Regions from separate parts of the Mus musculus genome. Here regions 1, 2, 3, 4 and 6 are each linked to region 5. Evidence: chromatin contacts called from public Hi-C, HiCAR-type and promoter capture Hi-C data. All regions are on one chromosome and are shown on one strand. Each heading gives the region's core, a stretch centred on a gene start, on an enhancer-like site or on the middle of the called end of the contact. The rest is flanking DNA. Distances are from core to core; before and after follow the strand shown. Region 1 holds the start of Ago3 (argonaute RISC catalytic subunit 3). Region 2 holds the start of Psmb2 (proteasome (prosome, macropain) subunit, beta type 2). Region 3 holds the start of Map7d1 (MAP7 domain containing 1). Region 4 holds the start of Ago1 (argonaute RISC catalytic subunit 1). Region 5 holds the start of 1700086P04Rik (a long non-coding RNA gene). Region 6 holds the start of Sfpq (splicing factor proline/glutamine rich (polypyrimidine tract binding protein associated)).

Region 1 (4,541 bases), core at 591-3,090, 2.6 Mb after region 5:
CTCTTACAGGACAGCAACAAGCATTGCTCTGGTACTGAAGGTGTGGCAGTTAACAAGATACACAAAACTTTATGTCCCCAAGATTAGGCTCATTTGGAAATCAGTTACCCCAAACAGTATTTGGCCAGGGGAAAGTCTCATACAACTTTTCATCGGCAAGAATCTCCTAGACCTTTTTGCCTCCCTACTTTAAATTTTAATTCATGAGTTTTTCATGTGGGTTTACCCTAAAACAGTAAAAGCAAAAGTAGATAGGAACCCATCACAGATATTTGTTGGATTTCACTGACTCTAAGGACGCAAATCTTCCTTCAGTGTTAAAAAAGGCAGCACCTTCGAAAAGATGAATCAGTGGTTATGATCACTGGCTGTTCTTCCAGAGAACCTAAGTGCTTCCCAGCACCCAGGATGGCTCACAACTGTTTGAACAGTTCTCAGGAATCTGCCACCCTCTTCTTGCCTCCAAGACACCAGAAGTGCAGAGACCAGACACCACCACACACATTTGAAAACAAATAAAAGCATGCTGTTTGTCACCACACCATGTTTTTCTGGAAGCTAGTTGAGCTTGCATTCATTCAAAGAACTAGTTCCAGAATCAAGAGATTGGGGGTAGGATAGGTCCTTCCACAAGTCTGAGATTTAGTTCTTATGGCTTAGGTCAATATGGATTGTATATAATCAGAGCTTGAACATGACTTTTAAGATGTGCTCATTCATCTGAGGATGTGATATTTTAAAAGTGATAAGAGTATTTCTTTTCAGTCAACAGGAAGAGAGGCAGAATTGGTGTGCTAGATGTGGCTTGGAGTCACTTCCATGTATTAAATGTTTATTATGTAGTCAGCATATTTATTAAGTACCTCAAAATTGTAACTATTGTAAATATTTTTGTTACTAACATTTGGGAGGTTTTTGTTTTTTGTTTTCCTTTCAGTTTTTCTGATGAGGAAACTAAAGTCCAAAGATAAAGTGACTAATCCAAAAACCCAAAACGGGGAGGGAAGGGATCGTGAAAATAAAATCTTTCTCAATTCTCTTTTTTAAAAAAGAAATATATGTCAAAACATTACTGGTTCATTGGGACACGGGGAAAAATACTGAATCATTGCTAAGCTTGCATGAAGTATCTGGTTTCACGAAGCCAAGTATTTTTAAAAGACGGACTATTTGCCGGATAATGAGCTGGGTCTAGTCTCCCAAAGGTTCCAAGTCAGCAGAAAAGCACCAGACTGGATCGGATCGGGGAAACTGGAGGCTGACCAATTTAGCTGTAAAAGTCTCGAGTCCCAAGGAAGAGAAGGTTTAGCAGGTGTTTAAACACCGGAAGGTCGTTTAGGTTCCTCAACGTATTGGGAGACTGTTTAAACATAAACGTAATTCCATCTGGTATACATGGAACATCCCGTTTCTTGTTCATCCGTTTAAAAACTATATTGAACTTGTGGTCACCGCCTAGTGCACGTGCTCCAAGCGGGTGTGGCAGACGGAGCTGGGAGGGAGGATGCCCTTGGCTGGTCACCCGCCACTCTCAGGTAGGATGTACCTCAGGTAAGCTCCGCGGGCAGGCAGCGATGTCGCCTCAAGCAGCGGTCCTCACCCGGGAGGCTGGCACGGGGAAAGCTGGCCTCTCGCTCGGGATTGTCGCCGTCAGGCACAGCGGGTGCAGGGCGACCGCCCATCCGCGGCTCCGCCCCAGCCAGGCACCGGCTCACCCGCCCACAGATCCCCAGACCTTGTTGCTCCCGCAAGGCTCTGGCTCCAGGCGAGCTGCCGACCCGGAGGGAGAGCGGGGCGGGATCCGGAGAGCGGAAGTGACGCGAGCGGGCTTCCGGGGGCGACCGGGAAAAGCGAGCGGCTGCGGCGGCGGGGCGGCTGGCGGGTCGGGAAGCTGCACGCGTCAGCATCTGTGGGCGACGCAAGTTCCGGACCTGGTTCCAGCGTCCTCACTCAGGACTGTCGCCGCTCTTACCTCGCTGCAGGCTGTCTGTCTCTCCCGACTGTGCCTCTTGTGCCCGGAGCTTTCCGAGGGCGTCCGCTCCTCGCCTCTGTGGTGGCACCCTTCTCTCGTGAAGCACTCCCCCCAGCTCCATGAATGGAAATCGGCTCCGCAGGTGAGGCGAGCTGCGGGACAGGGCAGGTGGGGTCGTTACCCCGATGTTGTCCCCTGAGCATCCTTGTTCCTTCCACTTCAGGTGCTGTCAGCGCACATAGTGAGGGAGTTGCGGGCTTTCAGGCCCGATGCGGGTGTCCTCTCCACAGCCCAGGGACCTACACTCTTGGGGTCATTGAGTTGGCGAAACTACAAGGAGGGCTTAAGTTTGGAGTTCTGTAGGTGATGACATCCCCCTAGAGTGCTTTCCCCTGAGAATGGAGAGAAGTTTGCCCTTGCTTTTGGAATTCTTGTTGGAAATATAAAGGGCGCGCTTGTCCTTTAACCGGGTCGTGTGTCCCATGGATGCAGAACAAGTCAGGCATAACCCTTATCTACCTATTAGTGTAGTTTGAGGATACTCTGAGATAATCAATGATTACGTTTCTAATTGGTGCTCGGGCGACGTCAGATGCAAGATGGCATTGCTCCCACCCCTGGTTCTCAGTGTCTGAGTGTGTAGTTTCTGAGGAGCTCGGAGATGTCCTGTCGCTCTGGACCACTGCTTACTAGAAGGCAGAGCTTCAGGATGCTGACACTATTTCCCCTCTATTTTCTATTCCCTGCACAGGAAATCTGGAATTTAGGATTTGTCTCTTGAGGAAAAAAAAAAAAAAAAAAAAAAGAGGTCTTGAGAAAGGAAGCCGGCCTGGATAGTGCTTGTCTTTAAAAAGGAAAAAGTAGTCAGCGATTCTAAAGTAGTTGATAGAGTAACATGAAATAGGTGTTACATAACGGCCTGCTGGCCCAGCAGTCACCCTGTTCTCCAGTTTGAAAGTTCTCTCCATCCACAAGATCAGTAATATATTGTTTTCATATATTTGGGGGATTGCCTTGTTATTATGTCCTAGCAAGTCACTGAATTTCATATCTCATCTTGCCAATTTGAAAGGTCCCCAAATATAAGAGAAAAAAAAAAACCCAAAACTAAAACTAGCAACATAGAAGGCCTTCAAATCAGTTCAGGGCATAATTGTCGAAGGGATACAAAAAGGCATTTCCTTTATTATGTGGAATTTCTTTCTACTCAGTGTCTACCATTTTTTCCCTTTCTATGTTCCATTTTTTTTCTCATATTTTCTTAACAGTGAAATATGTCTAGGCTGTGAAGTTTTGGACTCTTATTATCAATATGTGTGTTTCCAGACTGTATTTTCTATGCTTTAAAAGTTTACATTCTGTCTGTACTGCTTTTACTTTATAAGATAATCTGATTATTTCCAGCTCTCTGATTTTTACATAGCTACCCTGTTGCCAAGCCTGGAAAACTAAATATGACATTTAAGGTTGTGTTAATCATCTACCTAAAACTTTTGAAGAGCTTTCCCCCAAATTGAGTATTTTCCCTATTTGGGCTTTTTATGTGAAAATATTGACATGTGTTGATTATTTGTGATATAGGGCCAACTACTCAGTTGATACAATTAGCTAAGCCTGACTCAGTAAAATGTACCTTTTCTTTTTGGGTGTTGTTTTGATAAAATATAGAGCAGTTGATGTCTTCCCATCAGGGAAGGTATAGTTAAGATTTATTAACTAGTTTGGCAATGGTGGCTCACACCTCGGTCCCAACATTCAGGAGGCAGAGATGGTTCAATCTTTGTGAGTTGGAGGCCCGCCTGATTTACATAAAGAGTTCTAGGCCAGCTGGGGCTACTTAGTGAGACCTTGTCTAAACAAACAACAAAACAACCAAATTGTTGTTCATTGAATAAAAACAAACAAAACAGTTCTACCAGCCATGCTTGGCCATCTTGAAACATAGAATTTGTTCTTCAGTGAAGTTTATGTGTGACTGGCTGTTGTTTACTATCAGGCTCAAGGTTGTTACCATCAAAATGATTCTTTTGGTTGGGTGCAGCGACCCATGGCTTTAACCTCAACACCTGGGTTTCTGTGATTTAGAGGCCAGTCTAGTCTACATAGTGAGTTCTAGGCCAGCCAAAGCTACATAGTGAGACCCTTCGGAAGGAAGGAAGGAAAGAAAGAAGGAAGGAAGGAGAAACAGAGAGAAAAAGGGAGAGAGAGTTTTTTGTGTTGTTCTTGCGATTTTTATGTAATTGTTACAGTGAATGTGAAATTGAAACATACTTAGGAAAATAGACAACTAGGTTTTAAATTCAGATTTGACATTTTTTAGCTATGTGGGCTGGAGAGATGGCTCAGCAAGTAAGAGCACTTGCTGTTTCAGCAGAGGACCCGGGTTTGGTTCCTAGCACCATGTGGTAGCTCAAAACTATAACTTCAGTCCCAGGGGATCTGATGCCCTCTCCTGACCTCCAAGGGCATCAGGCATGCATATGGTGCACATACATATGTGCTGGTAAAACATTCATACACATAAAGCAATATAATAAATTTTAAATTTGAAAAAAATAGATATAGGTGC
Region 2 (4,083 bases), core at 203-2,702, 2.4 Mb after region 5:
CTTGTTTTTGGAGTGCTGAGGCTGGGGCCTTGTATATGGTCGAAACATATGTTGCCACTGAATTGTAGACTCAGTCCCAAATTACACAGATTTGAACCTAGGTTCTACCACCTGTAAGCTTAGAAACTTTTTCTTTGATAATTTTAAAATTTTTATTTATTTATTTAGAGACTCTCTCTCTTGTTCTGCACAGGTGCACATTGCCACAGAACAGGTGCACAGGTCAGAGGACAACCTGCAGGATGTTGGGGTGGGGTCTCTTCCTCTGCCATCTGGGTTCTGGGACCAAACTCCGGTTGTGAAGCCTGGGCAAAAGCATCTTTACTACTGAGTTATTTCAACATCTCCTTAAGAAAGTTTTGTACATATACACACATATACACACACACACATACATATATACACATACATAGATATGTATACGCACACATATATGTACACACACACACATATATATGCATGTGTGTTATATATAATATATACTATATCTATACATCTTAGTTATACATATTCTGTCTCCAAAACTAACTGCAAGAAGGGCACATAGTAGAGCCAAACTTTTAACAAATTAAAATGTTAACGATGGACACACCTGATACATATATGCTTCAGTTTGTTAAGTGTTTGTCCAATGCTAACTCCTTCACTCAATCCTCTCAACAAGTTTTGAGTTGGTTATTAGTAATTTGAGAGATAAGAAAATCTGGGCACGGGAAAAAAAATAACGTACAAAACTCACAGAGCAAATAAAGAGAGGCCATCTCTGCTGCATTCCACTATTTAACGACAAGTAAAATCTAGCAGCCAGGGAAAGGCGGAAGAGGCTCTGAGGTGAGCCACTGAAGACAGCGGAAGCAGAGTGGAAATGCCAAACTCTGGGGAGTCTCACTCTCCCCAAGATCCCACCTTAGGGCACCCACAAATTATAACTTCTATCTGGGGCGACTGAAACTTGCCAGAAATTCAGAAATTGGAGGCGCCGGGCACACACTTGAGCTCTCATAAACTTAATTCCCTCACGCTGAGCAACTCTCACCTAGCAAGCCTCATCTGACCCAGAATCCCAAACTAGAGCCCTAAGCTTGTCTGCCGGCTCCCCCGGCTTCTCAATCCTGCAGTGCCAGCAGGGCAGAGCACACTGGGCTCCATCTTCCAAGCTGCCCAGAGGGAGGCCCACGGTCCCCTTCACCAACTCCCGCCGACTGCCCCTCCAGCCAGGCCCGCCGGGCCTCCCCCTGCTTCCTCTCACCGTCCTTCATCTGGACAATATTGCTGGCGGCCACTCGGTCGGAAGCGACGAGGACATAGTCTGGGCCCTGGATGCCAATGAGGTACTCCATGGTGCCGGGAAGCGGGAGGCTGCAGAGGCCACGGACAGGGACACTTCCCGGGTACACGACCTCACCAGTGAGACAGCACACCCGGACTGAGCTGGGGGTGACGCAAGACGCGCGACGGCCCAGTCACTGGCGCGGCCCAATGACGTCACCTCTCGCGAGAGAGCAGGCGGGAGCTTGGGTGCTTTTCCGCGCTGAGATTGCGGAGTGGGCTGGTCTAGAGGTGTGGTTTGGAAACGTAGCTGTGGGTGATGGGGCGTTGCGTTTCCTTATCTACCAAGTCGAATTTTAGAGTTTGCACGCAAATCAAGCCGTACCCTGTGTAAGAAGTACCAGCACGTGTGGGTGCTACAGAGGAGAGGAGGTCTTCAGCTTTCTGGTTTTCATTTCCTTGCTCGTTAAACAAACGGGAAAATTTTCCCTGCAAGCCAGATTGAAGAACAATTTCCCCGAGCCATAGAGTTAAGGACCAGGGGAGCAGCCTAGGACAACACATCTCAAAAGCAAAACAAACAAACAAACAAAAAACCTACTTGGCGGTGGTTCCCTCTTGAAATCCTAGTACTGGATAGACAGAGGCAGAAAGCACGTTAGTCAAGCCTGTCCCTCGAACCCACGGTAGAAAGAACAGACTCCCCAAAGTTTTCCTCTGACCATCACACTAGCGCGTTCATCCCCAATACAAATAATTTTTAAAAAAAATTTTAAATTTAAATATTTTACTATACTTCTGTTTCATTACATTTAAAATATTATTTTAAAAATGTATTTATTAATGTAAATGAGCTAAATACCTAATAAAAATGGGAAAAAAAAGTATTTATTTACACTCCAGCCATTGCCCCCCTCCCCAAAGTTCCTCATCCCAACAAATTTTTAAATGTTCACTTTTATTTACTTATTTTTTATATTTTGATTTGTCCCGACAGGATTTCTTGGCTACTCTGAAACTCACTCTTATAGACTAGGCTGACCTCGAACTCAGAGATCCACCTGCCTCTGCTTTCTGAGTGCTGGGATTAATGTATTGTGACACCACCACCCGGCCTTTTTTGAGAGATGGGGTATTACTACTATGTAGCCTTGGTTGTCCTGGAACTAATTTAATTGTGTTGACCAGACTAACTTCAAATTCACAAAAATCTGCCTTCCTCTAACTCATCAGTGCTAGAATTAAATTCCTGATCCACATGCCCTACATGAAATATTTTGGAAAGAGTAAGATAGGAAATTAGGGATGGACTGGAGAGATGGACCCGTGCTTAAGAACACTGGCTGCTCTTCTGGAAGACCTGGAATCAATTTCCAGTACCCATAAGGCAACTGGAAGACAGCTATCAGCAACTCTGGTGTATCTCTGTCCTCTGAAGGCACTTCACACACTTGATGCACACACATACATTCAGGCCAAAACCCCATAACACATAAAGTAAAAATAATTCTTTTAACAATAGAAAGGGTAATAGAGGAGAGACTACAATTAAACTGCATATAGAAATGTCTTAGTGAAACTTGTGACTTTGTACAGTTAATATACTTGTGCCGGCTAGTCCTCTGTCAACTTGACACAGACTAGAGCTATGTGAAATGAGGCAACCCTTAATTGAGAAAATGCCTCCATAAGGTCCAGCTATAAGGCTTTTCTTAATTAGTGATTGACGAGGGAGAACCAACCCATTATGGGTGGTGCTGTCCCTGAGCTGGTGGTCCTGGGTTCTATAAGAAAGCAGGCTGAGCAAGCCATGGGAAGCAAGCCGGTGAGCATCCCCCTCCCCCGTAAGGCCTCTACATCAGCTCCTGCCCCCAGGAGCTTGACCTGTTTGAGTTGCTCTCCTGACTTCCTTCAGTATTGAACAGTGCCATGGAAGTATAAGCTGTTTCCTCCTCAACTTGTCTTTTGGTCATGATAGTTCATCCCAGCAGTAAAACCTGTAACTAGGACCGTACTTTAATAATAAAACCTTTTTGCCAGTCAGTGTGGTGCACACCTTTAATTCCAACAGTCTGAAGGCAGAGGCAGACCGATCTCTGAGTTTGAGGCCAGCCTGGTCTACAGAGCAAGTTCCAGGGCAATCAGGGCTACACAGAAAAACCCTGTCTCAAAAAAAAAAAAAAAACAAAAAAAAAACCACAAAATAGAGTTTATTAAATATACATTATCTTTCGAATGTATCCAAAGGAATGTCTGCACAATAATCAAAACATTTCTGCACAGACTAATGTGTTGCACCACTGCGGTAGTGATGAAAAGAGGACCAACTTCCATGTTTAAGTAGAGATGTTTTACATATGCTGCTAATGGCACACAGTGATACACTACTCATCTATTCCAAAGAATGAGATGGGGCTGAGGTGATGGCACCATCAGTAAAGTGTTTATTTCACAAGCTTGAGGACCTCAGCTCAAAGCTCTGGAACCCACAGGCCTCACACAGTGCTATGTGCCTGTAGCCTCAGTGATGGGGAAATGAGGGGTGCAGGCCAGGGGGTCCCTGGGAACTCATGGGCCAGCCAATCTGGCATGAATGGTGACGTTCAAGGCCTCAAAAGACCCCACTTCAAAACAAAAGAGAAAGTGGAATGTGCCTAAGGACACACATGCACGCACACACACATGCACACACACACACACACACACAAATGAGTTGCCCTATAGCTCAAGATACATTTCACTGAACTGAAAACGAAATTGCTTTCCTCTTTGTAGAGGGATGCCATTTTATTAAAACAGTGAATATTCATCTGT
Region 3 (4,284 bases), core at 281-2,780, 2.8 Mb after region 5:
GCTGTTTTTCCCCCTGAAGCCTGTCTTGAAAGTCTGATCCTCCAGCCTCCACCTTCCAAGTGCCGAGATTGCCGGCCTGTGCCATCACGCCTGTGCCATCACGCCTGCTTGATGTAGTGCTGGAAATCCGAGCCCAGGGCTTAGTGCACGCTAGGCAGCCACTGTGGGCTGCACTGCACCCCCACATCACTACTGCTGTTTATCAACTTTAGAGTTTCAGGAGACGTGTCACTCTCGTTGCTGGCCTTTAGCACCATCCTTTTCTAAAGTCACTCAGCCTCCACCTCGGGCGAATCTTCCCTCCCCCCTCCCCCCAGGGTTCAAAGCGCCAGTTACTTACTACTGGGATAGAAACTGCTGCTAGGTTGCCTGAAACTTCTCCCTTTCCCTGAATCGTACTCCCTGCCCTCTCCCTTGGAATGACTGTTCTGTGGAGGTGCTCTAAGGAAGGAGGGTCCAGTGGTTAGGAAGGGGAAGGAGAGACAGGGAGACAGTGCCTCCCTGGCCCTAATCTGTGGACAACTAGAGAAATGACCTCCAGGTCAGGACAAAGAGCAGGGCTAGGATAGGCAGAGCCCAGCGGCCCCTCCTTCCTCCCTCCAGTCTGGTCCTCTCTGCACCAGTACCTCTACTATCGATCCACCTTCCCAGCAAGCTCCCTGCACCCTGTCCGAAGCCAAGCCCGACTTGGCTCGAAGCCCTCACCTCAGCGGGCGGGCATTGAAACAGGAGATAGGAGAGCCCACTCCAGAGCCCCGAGTATTTTCGGGGAGGAGGGTGAAGTGAGGCTTACTACTCTTTATCGCGACGAGCCGTAGGAAAGAAAAATCCTTCTGGAGAGATGTGGGGGCGGGGGATGGGGGTCTTCTGATGAAGGTAGGGGAGGCTCTAGGCTAGGACCACCCAGTTTGGATCAGGGAGGGCCCCAGCAGATTAGAGACCTGAGTAAAGCGCCTTACAGGGTTGTAATTACTCCCAGAGAAACAGAGAAGACACCAACCCTAGGGTGCAAGAGGAAAAGCGCCTTCGCAGCCATCACCAGAAAAGAGAAAGGATAGCCCTTTTAGGAGTCTCCATGAGACCGTTCTTCAGGCGTTGCAACGCCCCCCCCCCAATAAAGATTTTTGTCTGAGGCAGGCTTGGGAGAGAATTTAGACTGCACGCTAGAGCCTCCAGCATCCAGAGAGAGAATAGGGGATCCTAACCCAGCACCCCACTCCCCTAGTCCCAGCGGCCGGTGAGTCACCCGAGAGCTCCCTACATAGTCTTCAGGCGCGCGGCACGTACCAACGCGCGGCCGCAGGGGGAGTCAGTGTGGCCAGCAGCGTGCCCCCAGCTCGGCGTCCGCCCTGCGGCGACCACAGAAGGAGCATCGTGAAGTTCCGGGAGCTGCATCGCAGGGCGGTGTCGGAGCCCTCTGGTTGTGCCCGTGGTGGCTCCGTACTCCATCACTGCGGGGGCGGTCATCCCCCGCGCACTTGGTACATTCGGAGAGGCCAGGCCCAGCCCGGGCGGTACAATAGGGTTGGGCCGCGACCAGGACTGGGCCGGCGCGGGGCAAAGGAGCAGAATCGCGGTCGCGGAGGACCGACCTCGGGTAGCTGGCTACTCAGAGCTTCGTTAGCCACCGGCCTCTACCTCTCCCACTCGGAACGCCGCCGCCTCTGGGTCTTTGCCCGCTGGGCGGGCCGGGCGGGATGCGCCGCGGGACCCTGGTCCTGGCCTCCGGCCGTCGCCGCCGTCGCGGCTGAGACCCTCCCCCAAAACCTCCAGTGACGCCGCAGCCATGGAGAGTGGCCCGCGTGTGGAGCCCGGCCCGGGCGCACCCGCAGGTAAGCCGGGAGCCACACAAGAGCGAGCCCGGAGGGGGACCGAGTAGCCGCAGGGCGGCCGAGGATGAGGCTGGCGGCTGGGCGGGGACCCCTCCCCCCCGCGCCCTCTGACCACTTAGAAGTTTAAAAATAAAGGCTGTGGCCGCTGCCGAGGCTCCGGGCCACGGACGCATCTTCTGACAGCTGCCTCCTCCCCCCAACCTCCGCGCCGGGAAGCACGGGGCATCGGGATCCGTGGGAACCCGGCTAGGGATTCGATGGGGTGACCCTTCTGCCGCAGCCTGGTGCTATCCTCTCGTCCCCACCCCCACTCTCCTTCGAGATCCACCCCAGACTCTGAAGATCCTCTTTTACTGAGCTGGAGCTACTGTCTTCTCCATCCTCCGCGGGCACGTGTGACCTTAGTCTTAATATGTGTGTTAGGGTACCAGATTCTCAGGTCTGGAACTATGCATACCGAAGCTAGGCCCTCGTACCCCCACGCCCAGGCCCTGGCCCAGACCTCGCCCCCACCCCATCCGTCCAGCTGCCGCGCAAAGGGCCTGTTGCTGTTGTGGGCCGACCAGGAGGGGAGGGAGACGAGGGGGAGGTCTTTAGCGGTGGCTGCCAAGTAACCCGCCGGATAAAGGCGAGGGGGAGGGGGAGGCGGTATTGTTTGGGGCGCGGGTGGGAGCTGGGGAGTGGGCCGCCTTCCCAAAAGCCAGGCCTACTTCAGAGCCCACCCAGTCTGATTTGGGACAGGAGTGACAGAGGTCTGCCGGCACCACGTCACTTCTTTGGGCCGGACTCTGTAGAATGAGGTGACCGCTCAAGGATGGCACTCCCTACATGCCACATCATTCCCTCAGACTGAGGGTTTTTGGATGCTTTACACACACACACACACACACACACACACACAGAGTCTCAATGCCCTAGACCACCAAAGCTCTCCTTTCCACCCCTCACCCCACCAACCACCAGTGTTCTGGACTTCTGCAAACCCCATTCTATCTGGGAGCAGCTGACGAGGGGGTGGGGACAGAATTCTGGTTGGGCCCCGTGTTGGAGGGAGGACTCTTTCTTCCTGGAAGGGGAGGGAAAAGCTTGATTACTGAGGACCCAAGTCCTGATCCACTCACACAGTCATCCCCACATTTCCAGAGAGTTCCCAGCCTAATCCTGTCACCTCCCTGCCCCCTGGGGTGTGGAGCCCCGGATTGAGAGCATCTATAGGGGTGGAGAGCACCCAGGATGAGGTGGGGGCTGCTTGGCTGTGGGTGGGCTCCTCCCTGTGTCTTCGTGGTGCTTGGTGGGGATCTATGACATGTAGGTGGAGATTGGTGGGCTTCTGGAGGTTTACAGACTGTGCTGGCAACGAGGGTGGTCCAGTTTGTCTTGGTTCCACGGAGCCTGAGAGGGGACACCTAGGGAGGCCCAGCCTGGTCTAGCCATCTGCTTACTGGTATTTTGCACCTGAGAGTTCATGGCACTGGGGTGTGCACGAGAGCCCAAATGAGGGCAGGGACACAGCCTTAGCCGGGGCTGGTTTATAATTAGGGCACTTGGATGAGTGGCCCAGACTGTGTATGGGGGCAGGGGTGGGATGCTTGGCTGTACTTGAGGGCCTAGGTGAGTGCGGAAGGCCACATGCAGAGGTCTGGATGAGAAAACTCTTCTATTCACAGGGATCTAGATGGAGTTACAGGACAGGTTGGGTCAGGATCATGCCTTGTTTCTCTATACATTGAGAATCTGAAAGTGACCAAAGCCAAGACTTCCTGAGAGTAAATGACAGGCCCATAGTATGCGCCGGGGAGAATATGGGGCAGTGGTCCGGGGAGAATATGGGGCAGTGGTCTAGGGCTCTGAGTGTTGGTGACGTGACCCTGCTTTCTTCAGGTGCTTAGTTGTACACCGAGCTGTAACAGACAGCATGGGGTAAGGGGACAAGGGTGGCATCCCCTTTAGAGTCAGAAGGCCTGGATGGAAATCCCAGACAGCTGTTTCCTGACTAGTGCCCTGGACCTAGGGATTCTGTTCCCCGGGGAAAACATGGATCAGGGTTTGCGCTGTGAGCCTCTTGTGGTCGATGGGCGATGATGAACCTAAAGGAAGCTGGCATGCAGGCACCAGACACCCTCCTTAAAGTGTGATTACCATTATTGTGGTTAGGCTCATTACAACTGGTGCCAGTGGGGAGGCGTGAACTGTGGGGGAGGGCGGGGATTGGGAAGCAGCTCAGAGTGTAGACACTAGAATCGATGAGTTCCACGTCATAACCTCCACTGGACGATGGGGGGGGGGCTGTTTCTTAACCCAAATCTTAAGTTTTTCCATCTAGAAAGTAAGAATAGTGCTAGAAATGACCCCTTAGGGGCACCAGGCTCTTTAACTTAGCCCCTGGCACACAGTTAGTACTTGGTCAATGCCAGCCTAGGCTTGTGTTTTATTGATATCATTTCTAATTCTG
Region 4 (4,225 bases), core at 1,300-3,799, 2.6 Mb after region 5:
GAGTCTTAACAGAAGGAGACTCAGAGGGAGACTCAGGCTTTTGGGGAATGCTTTCCTTCCCACTCACTTAACCCAGGCAAAGGTCTTAACTCAGGCCAAATGTCTTGCTATTTCTAAACGTTGTTTTTTGTTTTCTCTATGCTCTATTTAATTCAGCTAAATCCAAATTTACTAATTATCATAGGCACATATTTGCTTAACAGCGAATGAGGCAGAAATGTATCTGATATGATCCATCTTTTAGGAACTTATTGTGTGGGAGGCAGATAGTGACTGATAGCAGCTGCTCCTGTGGTCCCATCCCTTTGGGCTCTGTTCTGAAGTTTTATTAATTCTTGTAATGTTCAAAACAGCCAATGATGTAGCTACTACAGCACCACCATTTTACACAAGAGGAAAGTGAGAAACAGAAAAGCAAAATGGTTTGTCTAATGTTGCATAATTAGTGAGTGGCAGGCTAAGGATTGAAGCCAAGACAAGCCAGCTCTAGAGCTTTCTTCTTAGTCCCTGGAGAGCACTAGTCCTTAGTGTGGCCCCCAGCTTAGCCATATCTGCATCATCTGAAAAGTTATTACACACACACACACACACACACACACACACACACACACACAGAGAGAGAGAGAGAGAGAGAGAGAGAGAGAGAGAGAGAGAGGTTTGTTTGCTTGTTTGTTTGTTTGTTTGTTTGTTTGAGATAGGGTCTCACTCTGTAGTCTTGGATGTCCCAGAACTCACACTAAGTAGACCAGACTGGCCTTGAACTCACAGAGTTCTGCCTGCCTCTGCCTTATCAGTGCTGGGATAAAGGCCTGCGCTACCCCACCCACCTGAGACATACATCCTTTTACTCAGCATAAGGCCTATGACTCACTCCGAAGGCAACTCACAAGCTGAAAGGAAGCTAGGCATACTAAAATGAATGTCTTTAAGTTCATCTCACTAGTAAGGTGTGAACATCATCCATCTCCTAAACTCCTTCTCCTTTGTATAGCATCTGATGTAAGGTGAACATTGAAAATACATAGAAGCTGGGAGTGGTGGTGGCCAGCTTTCATTCCAGCACCTGGGAGGCAGAAGAAACTGAATACTGTGATTTGAAGGCTAACCTGATCTATATAACAAGTCTCAGGCCAGCCAAGAGCACATAGTGAGACCCTGTCTCAAAAAAATGTGTGTGTGTGTGTGTGTGTGCGTGCGTTTGTGTGTGTGTGTGTGTGTGTGTGTGTGTGTAAGTTACGTTTGAGCTGGGTCTCTCTGTAATTACCCCATCAGTGCAGCAGACCAAATGAGAAGGTTATGTGAGACGATCAAGGAATTAGCTGTGGTGCTTCTGGCAAGGTAAGAAAAGGGTACCCACACTAGAGACTATGAGAATGACAGGGAATGCTTTGAGAGCACTTCATAAGGTAAGCATGTCAAGACACAGTTGAATATAGCAAATAGACAAGGGAGACAGGAGCTGATATTTTTGGCATGGAGATGCAGTTCACTGAGACAGGACAAATATATGTATTTTGTAGGGGAAAAAGAAAGGGTTAGGTTTGGACTTAAGTTTGAATTGTTAGATCCAGCTGGAGCTGTCCAGCAGACAGTAGGAAATATGAAGCTGCAACATGGTAACGTATAGATATTTGGGCATTAAAAGTGGATGAAGCTGTGAAGAGGCAAGGGGAGAGTAGAATATAAAATTCAGGTCACTACAGTGAACAAAACAAGAGGAGCCACTGAAGAAAGCTCTTCAGGACAGACATTAGGAGACTTAAGAAAATGTGAAAGCCAAGGAAAGTCTTTTTTTTTTTTAATTTTTAAGAAGAGATATAGTTTCAGATGCTGCAGGGAAATAATAGGAAATTAGCCTTTGGGGTTTGACACAAAACGTCATTAAGAGATTTGGTAGGAGCAAACGTTCTGCAGACGAAAAAGTGGAGGCAGGTGCTTCCTGCAGATAGAGAGCTCTGTCAGTGTCAAAACTGTTACACCGGCCAGAATAGGCAAGGTTTCTAACACATTTGTGGTCTCAGCGCCAGGCACGCAGCCTGGAAGGGTGGGTGGCATTAATGAGATCAGCGACTAGGGACACAGAAAGACTGACTTAGCAGAGGCAGTCAAGACTTAAGGGTGAGGGTGATTGGGAGAGGTGGGAGGCAGGGCCTTTGAGTGATTGGGTGTTGGAGGGGGAGAGGGTCGGGGAATGGGTGGGAGCCAGGCTCTGTGTTGATAGCGGGGCTGTGGATAGGTTTCCAGAGATCTGTTTAGGGAAAAGACAGGGCCCCAGGCTGCAGCCGGGGAAGGGGTGTCGCCCAGCCCCTCCCCTCTTACGCCACTGCGCGGCTCCGCCACTGGAGCCCTCCCGCCAGGCTGCACGGCTACGAGTGGCCGCCAGAGGCCGCTGCACGGTCCCCGCGCCCCCGCCCCTCTCCATTGGCCTTTGTTGCCGTCGAGCGCCCCGCTTGACTCGTTCCCGTCCGCCCCATGGGCCCATCGGTCGCGCCTGCGCACTGGCAGCTACTCGGGCGCTAGCAGGGGGAGCTGCTGCAGGCTCCGCGGCGGCGGCAACGGAGGCTGCGGGGGCGACAGCGCGAGCGGCCGGGCTTCGGGGGGGAGCCGAGCCCGGCCCGGGAGCCCGAGCAGTGCAAGTGCGAGGTACCTAGGCCCCTCACGCTGGACTCCTCAGTCTCCCGGCCGCCTGTCCTCCGCACGGGTATATGGGATGGAAGCGGGACCCTCGGGAGCAGGTAAGGGCCCTCGGGGACTGGGAGCAGTGTGTATTCCAAAGCCCTATAGGCTCTCGCGGCATAGAGCATGGTTGCAGAGTGAGGAGAGGGGCTCTCAGGGGATGGGGGGCCCATTTTGAAGGGGGTTGTATGCAGTTCCGGCTGAGAACCATGTGAAGATCTGAGACCCGGGCTGTTTGTCCTAGGAAGCAGTATACTGTCCCGAGGGTGAGAAGTAACCTGGGAGAAGGGCCTGAATGCACGGTGTCCTTCCGTGAGGTCTGGGGAGGCCTATGGGGAGGCCCGGCAGGTGGCAGGGGGGCGGGCTCCAGGTGTCCTGGAGAGGAGGGGGGCGACACAGATGGGCCTGGAACTACCGCCTGTCGGGGGGCGGGGGCTCGGCCGTGCTGGGCTGGGCTAAGCTAATGTCTCTGGGGAGTAGGCGCCGGGGCTGGCCTCTGAGCTCCGCCCAGCTGGGCCTGAAGCGGGGGTGAGGGTCAGGGGGCGGTGGGTGGGGATTTAGACCAGGGATTTCCCCCCTTAGATTGGGGACTTGAGTGGTGGCGCGGGAGCATGCGCGGAGGTACCAGCCTGAAGGGCTGCCCTATGTGGTGGGGGCGTGGCTGTTGGAGTATCCCTCCTGTGCCCCTGGGTTTAGGAGGAGTGTGCAGTCTCGCAGATTCTGTTTGCGTAGTACAAATGGGAATTGCCTTCTGTCTTGGGGGAAGGGTGGGGGGCGGTCTCTGACACTTGGTCCTTAAACCCCGGAGTAGCAGTTTGTCAAAGAAAGGGTCGAGGTCAACTGCCAGAGTGCATTTTCTGCTGCATGAGGATGGACGGGGACCAAAGCCTTGCTTTATGAGCTACTTCTCTCAGAAGATAGGCCTTAGGAAAGTGTTGGTCACTGAGAAACTAGGCCCACATGTTTTTCAAGTTTCTAGACCACTCCTGAGAAGAGATGGGAGCTTTTAATCTGAAGATAGTGCCCTCCTTTTCCATGAATTGACTCTATATCACAATATAATCTCTCTATATACCTGTGCCTCCTGTTTCCTAGTGGATCTTTTCCCACGTCAGGAGCATGTCATTAGACTCAAAGCTGCCAAGCTTGTCTGCCTGATAGAAACAAGTTGTTAGGCAGACACACTGGTGGCGCACGCCTTTAATCCCAGCGCTGGGGAGGCAGAGGCAGGCAGATGAATGAATTCAAGGTCAGCCTTGTCTACAGAGCGAGTCCCAGGACAGTGTCTCCAAAAAACAAACAAACAAACAAACAAAAACAACAACAACAAAAAGAAAACCAAAGAGGGGAGAGAAGAGGGAGAGAGAGAAGAAAAAAGAAGCAAGATGTTGGGGGTGGGGCAGCATTGACCTGATAATAGCTCTAACTTACTTTTCCTATTTAGAGGATACACACACACACACACACAAGGAGGAACTGATCTGTAATGTGTACTGATTGTATTTTCCCAAACACAGATAGCCTTGTTAGGTAGAGTGTAAATCCTTAT
Region 5 (4,352 bases), core at 1,209-3,708:
GAGCCCACCCTAAATCCTGCTAAATTAAGAAGACTCAAGTAACTCTAAAAACCACTCATGGTTCTTTATATTTCTTGTCAAGCTTTTATATTAATTTCTGTCCATTTATGCTGATGTGAGTGAAGATACAGGTTGACTTTAAAAAACCAATTGGGGAGCTTTCCCCAAAAGATGATCAGGGAAGTCACATTTCATTGTTAAAATTCAAATAAACTCTCATTTCTAAATAAGGAGTTAATACACTATTATGCAATTAATCAGGTAGTGCTTTCCTAAACTACTATCCCTTTGGTTCAGAAAATAGACTAAAAAGAGTATCAGCAAAACTTGAATATTCTATAAATTAACCTCTCAAAAGCCAGTAAGACCACCAGACACAAGCAGACCTTTTCAGATGGCCACGAGGCCCTTCCTGGTATTCGATAAACAGAAAGTGAAAGCCATCTGGGTACCTTTGACCACATCTCCGAGTAATTTAGAAACTCAGTGAGGTTAAACACACCCACTTCCCAACAAGTCTGGCACTTCTGAGTACACAGTTCCTTCTGAAGGGGAGACAAATGGCAGCATCCTGGAATCTCAGCTCAGCCTTGATACACAGGCTACAATTAAAAGCCTTTAAATCCTTTGAAGCAAGGGTTCACATACCTTTTTACTAGCATTACCTTTACACTAGGCGCTGCAAGTGCCCGAGAGTCTTCTGCCCCCAAAACATGACACACAAGAATATAATTAATCTGTCCAAGGTCACAGAACAGGTAATGGCAGTCTGACTCCCCATCACACTGAAGAGCCCCTTCTTGGCTGCATTTGACCATTCATATATTGGAATGATAGAGACAACCAAGTTTTTTGTTTTGTTTTGTTTTAAAGAAAGGGGGTGGAGGACCTCCACTGAAAGCTTCAGACAGAGAAATCAGTAATTCCTGCTCTAAAGAGTATTTTAACTCACTGACCTTTGAAATCAAGCATACATGGAACATTAAAAAGACTGTCATACAGATTTCAAGACTGAAAAGGTAGGCAAACACATTTTCTCACACCAGATCAACTTCTGGGTAGACACCGCCTCTGAGCCCTATTGATTTTTCTGGTCAAAAAGTCTGTTGTGACTTTGCCCTCGGCAGCACGTTAGGAACCACAAGGTGCCTGCCAGTGGCTTAGCACAGCACGCAGTGCCCAGGGTGCCCCTAGAGCTGTTAGTGAGCTGCCTTCTCTCATCATCTGCATCTCAACTTTCAGCAGCGGTTGTGTGGAAGAACACGCCTTCTGCAATGCTGCTGCTAAGTGCGCCCCTAGCCATATGGACACACCCCTCGGAAGCGCGGCCCCTTCAGTAGGACATTTTCATTCTCTCTCCTATAACAAATATTCCTTCTCAATCATTACGATAACACGCACATACACACACCTCTCCCTTCCTGGGCAAAGAGAAAGAAAACAAAACAAAACAAAAAAAACCCCTGCTCACCCGGATATTCTGACTTAATGGACAGTTCCCTTCTCTTAGCACTCAGCCACCACCTCAAGCCACCTCAAGCAAGTAGGTATAGGGTGCTGAGTGCCATCAGACCGGTTGCAAGGCTGGTCTGAGGGTCGGTTACTCGTGATCGTCCGTCCTCTACCTCCTGCTGGGCACCATCCTCTCCTCCCTCAAGGTGTGTGACACCCGTTGCACCCGGGACGACCCCCGCGGCCACGCCCCCGCGCTCACCCGCAGTCAGGGGCCGGACACCAGCGGCAGTCGGGGTCCGAGGCCAGGTACCGGCGCAGCATGAACTCTTCGTACTTGTGCATGAGCGGCGGGTCGGCCAGCAGCAGACGGATGTCGTGTGGGTTGAGCCGCTCGCTGCACTCGGGGCAGCTGATGGGCACGCGGCTCTCGCTGATCTCCAGGCGCAGGTAGTGGCGGAGGCAGTCCCGGCACGAGCGATGCGGGCAGCTGAGGAGGCGCGGGGCCCGCTCGGGCGGCAGGCGCACCAGGCACAGCGGGCACTCCACCTCCTCCGCGCCGCCGCCCTCCGCCGCCTCGTCCTCCTCCGGCCCGGCAGCCACGGCCTCCGCCTCAGCCTCGGCAGCGGGCTCGGAGGGCAGAGCTTCCACCGGCGGGGCCTGAGCCTCAACCGGGGCCGGAGCGGGCGGCGGCGGCGGCGGCGGCGCAGCCGGGGGCGGCGGTTCGGCCTGAGGCTTGGTCCGGGCGCGGCGGCCGCGGGCCGAGGCGGAGAAGACGCTGTGGAAGGTGAGGCGCCGGCGCCGGCCGCCGCTGCGGCACTTAGGGTCGGGGGCGGCCGCATGGAGCGAGGTGGAGCGCGGCGACTCGGAGTCCTTCTCGGAGCCCATGGCCCGCAGAGGCTGAGGAGCCAGGGGCGCCCAGCGCCGCCGTAGCTCCCGCCTCAGCGCCCCCTCCCAGCCGGCGCCCCGGCCGCCGCCGCCGCCGCCACCGCCTCGGCAGTCCTCCCAGAGACAGAAGCCGACCAGCCGCTACGAAGTGGTTATAAAGCCTCCGCCCCGCGCGCCGCGGGCAACTGCGCAGGCGCCGGCCTCAGACACCTCACAACCCGCGCGGCCCCGCGAGAGGAGCTGGGCGGGGCCTGGAGGGCGGGGCCTGCAGGCTGCGGCGAAGCCCCGCCTTCTGCGGTCAGGTGGTCCGGCGCAGCCATATTTTGCACAGGCTCCACCCTCCGTTCCTTGTCCAGGAGTCAGGGGTCTTCTTTTCAATGAGGATGCCTTCATTTCGTCTGTAAAAAGAAGACGAGCGTTGATCTGGTAGTGATTCCCGCCGATCCACCGCCCAACATTTCTGTTGATGCTAGCCATTAAGTGGTAAGGAATATAGTCACTCATTGAAGATCCTCAAAGTGAGCCGCACTTCTAGATAAGACAGGCAGGCTCCCCTATCTTCAAGAATGAGTCCAGAGTTTTCATTCTAGCATTTGCTGTTTTCTGTCAACTAGTGAACTTACTCCTAAGCTGTATCTCTCAGGTACTCTGGTTAGTCACTGTTGGTAGAAAGAGGCCCAACAATTTCGCTTCTAGAAATGGTTTCTTTCAGTCCCCCTTCCCCAGTTCCTCTAACAAAAGACCCTTAGGCTTGGTGATGAGAAAAGCAAATACCTTCAACAGCAGCAAAGCCAGGTCAGGATTAGATTTTGGCTTAGAGAAATGAGAGAGGGAGGCTTATGATAGAGAATTTTCTTTCCATGAAAAATATGTCCGAAGATCGACAGTTCAAGCTTCTGTCTTAAGCTCACCTCATTCTGCCATATTCCAAACGGTGGGAAGAAAAATGTCTTATTTTAAGAAGACTGCTTAGGAAGTTCTGCCCAGTTTTGCTTGAATCTCATTGGTTAAAACAATCATCTTGATGCATCTTTCTTTAAAGATAAAAACAGTGTCTTGTTATTAATAAGGAATGGCAGTGAAGGCTTACAGTGATTCACTTGTCTAGCATGCCTTAAGGAGATGGGGGTGGGGATCGTGCAATGTAGGAACAGATATGTGAACATAGTAAGTTGTTTGATTTTTTTTTCCTGGCCAATACTTAAAACCAGATCCGCAACTCTTTAAACTTTTGAGATTACAACAACACAGCAAACGAAGCCCATTGGAAGAAATGTCCGGTAATGAAAACTAAGAACAGGGTCTAGTGGCCTAAGAAGGTATGATGTCATAGATGATCAAGCAGGTGTGATGTCATAGATGCCAAGACAATTTGTTTGCAAGAGGAAGTGGTCAGCCGTCAATTGTGACAAATGCTGCCAAGAACCCAAGAAAGAGAAGGACAGAAAAATATGACGGCTGGAATTGACAACACCAGGACTTTGTGTGTGTGTGTGTGTGTGTGTGTGTGTGTGTGTGTGTGTGTGTGTGTGTAGGGCAGAAGGGTAGTTTTCCTTAAGAAGAAAAGAGGTTTAATGCTAGATAGCTAAAACACACTTCCGTGAACACGTCACCAGCTCCAGCTCTTGCTGGGTCTGTATGACACTCGGCTAGGCTCTGTCTGTCGTGTTAACAAATATTCTAAATAGCTCGATGGCTTTAACGCAGGACATATTTTCCCCACCCGTGGAAACCTGCCTTGATGGTTACTCTTTGCTATCAATTTGGTTGGATTTAGAATCACCACAAAGGCACATCTCTGCTTGTGTCCGTAAGAATGGTTTCCCAGTAGCTGAAATGAAGAAGGTGAATAGTGGCACCGTCCCATGGGCAGAGGTTCTGGGACTGAGTCGACAGGAGGACGAAGCTGAACACCAGCTCTCTCTCTCTGCTTCCTGACTATGGATACAATGTAAGCAGGACCTCCTGTGACCAAGATTCCTCCTCCATGACAGCCTGTCCACTCAAACTGA
Region 6 (4,091 bases), core at 1,272-3,771, 2.0 Mb after region 5:
AAATTAGAAATCACTAACTTCTCTTTTAGAGCACCAAAAAGCTTAGTCTTACTTTTGATACATTGGATTCTTCTGGGCCAGCTTTTCAGGAAGACCATCTTCGTCATCTAACTGTTCAAGTGGTTCCACAATGACTGGGCGAGGAGTCCTAGTAACAGAAATTATTCCTCATCTTAACTTCCAATTTTATTTCGACTATCCCTCAAAATTATTAAAAAAAAAAAAAAGAAAGCATGAACTAAAGACAACTTACGTTGTCAGTAGGAAAACACCTTCACTGCATCTTTCAAATGCTTTTCTTGCTGCTGGCTTGGAAGCAAACTCAACAATGCCTTTCCCTGTAGATCTTCCGCGATCATCCACAATTACAACAGCCCTTTCAATAGGACCAAACTGGCTAAAGGCCTCTTCCAAAAGTTCGTTGGAAACATAAGGAGAGAGATTTCGAACAGACAGGGCTGCAGCGTGTGTGGCAAATCGAACCCGAAGCTGTCTACCTCTCATGGGAGTATCATCAAGCTCAGCTTTGGCGATTTCAGCCAAGGCTCTAGATTCCTGCAAATATCAGAAATACTTTTAACAACTTCCAAACTGGCTAGTGCTCAATTTTTTAATAACCCTTCCCACTTCTACCGCTTAAGAGCTTTCTTCAAGCCTCCTCCCAACACCCCGAGGGCTAAAGGTCTGTCTTTGAGGTCCTGCCCCAATGCACACTATTCTGATTTCTATTGATGAAAAAAACTTAAAGGCTCGTTAATTCTTCCCATTTAAAAGCATGCCTAAAAACTTTCACAAAAGGGAAAAAAATTACACTCACAAGCTTAATGAACCCGAACCCTTTGCCTTTGTTGATAAAAACTTCTCCGGGTTCTCCGTATTTAGCAAACAGTCTTTTGAATTCATCCTCTGTGATATCAGCAGGTAGATTCCCCACAAACAACCGACAGCGCTGTGTGTAAGTTTTTTCTCCAGGCCTCCGCAAGAGAGACAAGTTGGCTTTAAATCCCTAATAAAGAAATCGGACGGAATTCATACACCAAAGCAGGAAAAGTCTAGTGGTCCCAAAGTAGGCCATCGTGCATTCGTTAACGATCTCCCTTTTTTCCCATGAGGGCTAGCAGGTTGAACCATATTTGGGGATCCAACAGGATCACTAACTCTAATCCATATGAAGCAGAGTATACAAAATGCTTTGAAACACATCGCCTCTTTATCAGCAAACGCCAATCAATACACCTCTGACGTCAACAAATAGCTCTAAATGCAGACTAGGAAGACAGCACCAAGTTGCCCTGTTTTCTCCCAAACAGAGGCCTCCGACGTGCACTAGTTGGGTCCCAAGGGACCGGACCGCTAGCCTCTAGCGGATTACCGCCAAGACGTGAGGATGCCCTCCCGCTGGAAGCCAATCCCTAGCGGCCTCCACAGCCCGCCGCGCGTCCGCCCCGCCTGCGCAAGCATGCGCAGGAGCGCTTCCGGCAGGGGACAAAATGGAGGCCCTCTAGGCTGCGGGCGGGGGGGAAGAGGAAAAAAAAACGCCGAGGGTAGGCAGGCGCCGCCATCTTAGGGAAACGGACGGCTTTGCTCGAGAACCCGCTCACCTCCGAGTCGGAGATCTTCTCCTCCGTGCGCGGTCCCGGTCCGCCGGGAGGGGGCCCCTGGTGGTGCTGCTGGTGGTAGGGCGCATGATGCTGCCGGCCCCCACGGGGCTCGCCGCCACCTCGGTGTGGTGGCTTCGGGTGGCCACCAGGAGCGCCCATGCCCGGGCCACCTCCAGGCTTAGGCCCACCGGGCATCTTGCCGCCTTTTGGACCGCCAGGGCCTGGCCCCGGCTTAGGCCCCGGCCCGGCGCCCCCGGCGGGCGGTGGCGGAGGGCCGCCGGTCTGTGGAGGGGTGGTCGAGACTCCGCTGCTCGGCGTCGATGGGGGAGGCGGTCCGGGGGCGGTGGAGGGGACGGCGGGCGGCGGAGTCGGGGTTGGACCAGGGCCCGGAGGGGCGCCGGTGGTCGGGGGGTTGGCGGGCGGAGCCGAGACCGCCGGCGGAGGCGCACTGCTCACCCCCGGCGCCGAGCCGGGGCCTTGGGGGACGACGGGCTTGGATTCCTGCGGCGGAGGCGGGGGCTGTTGATGGGGCGGCTGGTGCGGCGGCGGCTGCTGGTGCGGCGGCGGCTGCTGCGGCGGAGGCTGCTGCGGCGGCGGCTGCTGCTGCTGCTGGTGAGGAGGTGGAGGCGGGAGCGGCGGCTTCGGGCCGCCAGGGCCCGGGCCCATGGGGCCGCGGTTCTGGTTGAGGCCCATGCCCGGCGGCGGAGAGCGGAAGTCGTGAAGGCCGCCGCGGCCGCCACCTCCTCCACGCCGGTGAAAGCCTCCACCGCCGCCACCGCGACTCCGGAACCGATCCCGAGACATAGCTGTAGTCAAGGGGCGGTCGAGGCAGAAGCGGAGAAGTCGCTCAGGGAACGTGGTTGCCACCTTGCTGAGCACAAAATGGCGGACGACACAAGCTGCGCGCCGCCTTTGTCCTCTTCTTAAATAGGACAGTTCGGCCTGGCCCGCCTTCCCTAGATTGACAGCTCGGACAGCCAATAGCAAGTACAGTACTTGATGATGAAACCTAAGTTTTTCCAATTGGCTCCCTAGTGAGAGGCGGGAGGTAGGGAGGGCTGGGATTTCCATTTGACCAATAAACGGATAAGAAAGTGTCTATACGCCTTTGTGATTTGTTGGAAGAAATTTGAATGGGCATGCCCTGCAACTTTCGCGTGAAATTAAATATCCAGGGCCCTATCAGCTCCTGATAGCGCTGAAAGGCTATTTTCTTTCCTCTTATGAGTAGTCCGCTATTCTTGGCTAACATCTTCGCTGGGTTCAAGGTTATAAATTGAACTTGTGCTGTCTCTTATTCCTACGCCAATGAAGTTAGAGTCAATTTCACAGAGTTTAATCTCAACGGTTTTACTTTTATTGAAACCCTATCAAAGGCTAGCAGATTGGCAAACACGTGAGCCCAAAATTTGGGAGGAGGAGGCACTAGTAATCAGGACTGCAAGTTTATCTTTACATTATCAATTACATTGAGTTCAAAACCAGCTTGGGCTACATGAAACGTAATAAAATAAAAATAATAAAATAAAATAGAAGCCCCGGTTGTTTTGGCATATGCCTTTAATCCTAGCACTCTGGAAGCAGAAAGGACTCCAAGTTCAAAGCCAGCCTGGGCTGCATAGTAAATTCCAGGACAGCCAGGACTGCACAAAGAAACCCTGCCTCCAAAAAAATTAATGAATAAATAAAAGTAAAGATTTAAGAAAAAGGAAGCCGGGTGTGAGTTCCAGGACAGCCAGGGCTATACAGAGAAACCCTGTCTTGAAAAACCAAAAAAAAAAAAAAAAAAAAAAAAAAAAGGGAAAAAAAAAAACATTATTTCATAGCAACACGTTTGTTGTAATACTATAAAATTTGCCATTAGGTTTGAGTGAATGCAGTCTTTGTCCAAGAGGGAAAAGTATGGAGAGAGCTGAGGACACAGCCTTTGGGGTTCTGGCTTGTGTGACATGCAGAAGACTCACTTTATTCTCCAGCAGAAGGGTAAATGAGGTAGATGTGACTCCATGTGTGTGTACAGTAACAATTTACAAGCACAAATCATGGGAGAGGAAATTGTTTTTGATTTTGTTCAAGACGGGGTTACTCTGCATAGCCCTGGCTGTCCTAGAACTACTTCTGTAGACCAGACTGGCCTCAAACTCAGCCCTCCACCTGCCTCTGCCTCCCAGGTGCTGGGACTAAAAGCATGCATCCACCAGGTCAGCCGAGATTTCCTTTTTATTCCCTCCCTTTAAAGCTTCATGAACATTGGGTTTTAACCGGGATGGGGCTGGTGCATGCCTTTGATCCCATCAGGCATGTGGTAGAAGCAGTCATATCTCTTGAGTTCTAGGCCAGCCTGGTCTACACAGTGAGTTTCAGGCCAGCAAGAAAGATACATAGTGAAACACTGTTGAAAAAAAAAAATGTTTATGCATGGCTGAGGCCATAACTCAGTCATAAAGGGCTTGAGGCCCTAGATTCAACTCTCAGCCCACAACACTAATG

Evidence for each region. Promoter capture Hi-C pulls out the DNA fragments that hold promoters and counts their contacts. Hi-C and Micro-C count contacts between places; a contact is called where the count stands out from the background. HiCAR-type assays count read pairs that join an accessible place to other places.
Region 1: a promoter capture Hi-C map of the C10 cell line shows a contact between it and region 5, with 5 times the contacts expected there. The contact joins the promoter of Ago3 here to the promoter of 1700086P04Rik in region 5.
Region 2: a contact with region 5 is called in a promoter capture Hi-C map of hippocampal neurons, with 8 times the contacts expected there. The contact joins the promoter of Psmb2 here to the promoter of 1700086P04Rik in region 5. A contact is called at or near these places in 4 of 39 promoter capture datasets (cranial neural crest, hippocampal neurons, liver and 1 more) and 1 of 484 Hi-C or Micro-C datasets (B cells).
Region 3: a contact with region 5 is called in a Hi-C map of B cells, with 5 read pairs. The contact joins the promoter of Map7d1 here to the promoter of 1700086P04Rik in region 5. A contact is called at or near these places in 2 of 39 promoter capture datasets (hippocampal neurons and pre-B cells), 1 of 484 Hi-C or Micro-C datasets (B cells) and 1 of 115 datasets of contacts at active chromatin or transcription factors (large pre-B cells).
Region 4: a contact with region 5 is called in a HiCAR-type map of astrocytes, with 3 times the contacts expected there. The contact joins the promoter of Ago1 here to the promoter of 1700086P04Rik in region 5. A contact is called at or near these places in 1 of 39 promoter capture datasets (cranial neural crest) and 1 of 115 datasets of contacts at active chromatin or transcription factors (astrocytes).
Region 6: a promoter capture Hi-C map of pre-B cells shows a contact between it and region 5, with 4 times the contacts expected there. The contact joins the promoter of Sfpq here to the promoter of 1700086P04Rik in region 5. A contact is called at or near these places in 3 of 39 promoter capture datasets (hippocampal neurons, liver and pre-B cells).

What each region holds. Positions count from the first base shown.
Region 1 is chr4:126,426,841-126,431,381 of GRCm38.p6, reverse strand. It overlaps Ago3 (argonaute RISC catalytic subunit 3), which reads left to right and starts at 1,840. Exons shown (of 19, transcript NM_153402.2): 1 at 1,840-2,114. The coding sequence starts at 2,096.
Region 2 is chr4:126,675,012-126,679,094 of GRCm38.p6, reverse strand. Psmb2 (proteasome (prosome, macropain) subunit, beta type 2) reads right to left here and starts at 1,452. Exons shown (of 6, transcript NM_011970.4): 1 at 1,250-1,452. The coding sequence starts at 1,340.
Region 3 is chr4:126,253,565-126,257,848 of GRCm38.p6, reverse strand. It overlaps Map7d1 (MAP7 domain containing 1), which reads left to right and starts at 1,530. Exons shown (of 18, transcript NM_001347198.1): 1 at 1,530-1,832. The coding sequence starts at 1,787.
Region 4 is chr4:126,466,907-126,471,131 of GRCm38.p6, reverse strand. Ago1 (argonaute RISC catalytic subunit 1) reads left to right here and starts at 2,549. Exons shown (of 19, transcript NM_153403.3): 1 at 2,549-2,735. The coding sequence starts at 2,711.
Region 5 is chr4:129,056,259-129,060,610 of GRCm38.p6, reverse strand. 1700086P04Rik (a long non-coding RNA gene) reads left to right here and starts at 2,458. Exons shown (of 2, transcript XR_868180.3): 1 at 2,458-2,823. It overlaps Rnf19b (ring finger protein 19B), which reads right to left and starts at 2,467. Exons shown (of 9, transcript NM_029219.2): 1 at 1,715-2,467. The coding sequence starts at 2,340.
Region 6 is chr4:127,019,731-127,023,821 of GRCm38.p6, reverse strand. Sfpq (splicing factor proline/glutamine rich (polypyrimidine tract binding protein associated)) reads right to left here and starts at 2,521. Exons shown (of 10, transcript NM_023603.3): 1 at 1,602-2,521; 2 at 818-1,006; 3 at 254-555; 4 at 53-148. The coding sequence starts at 2,405.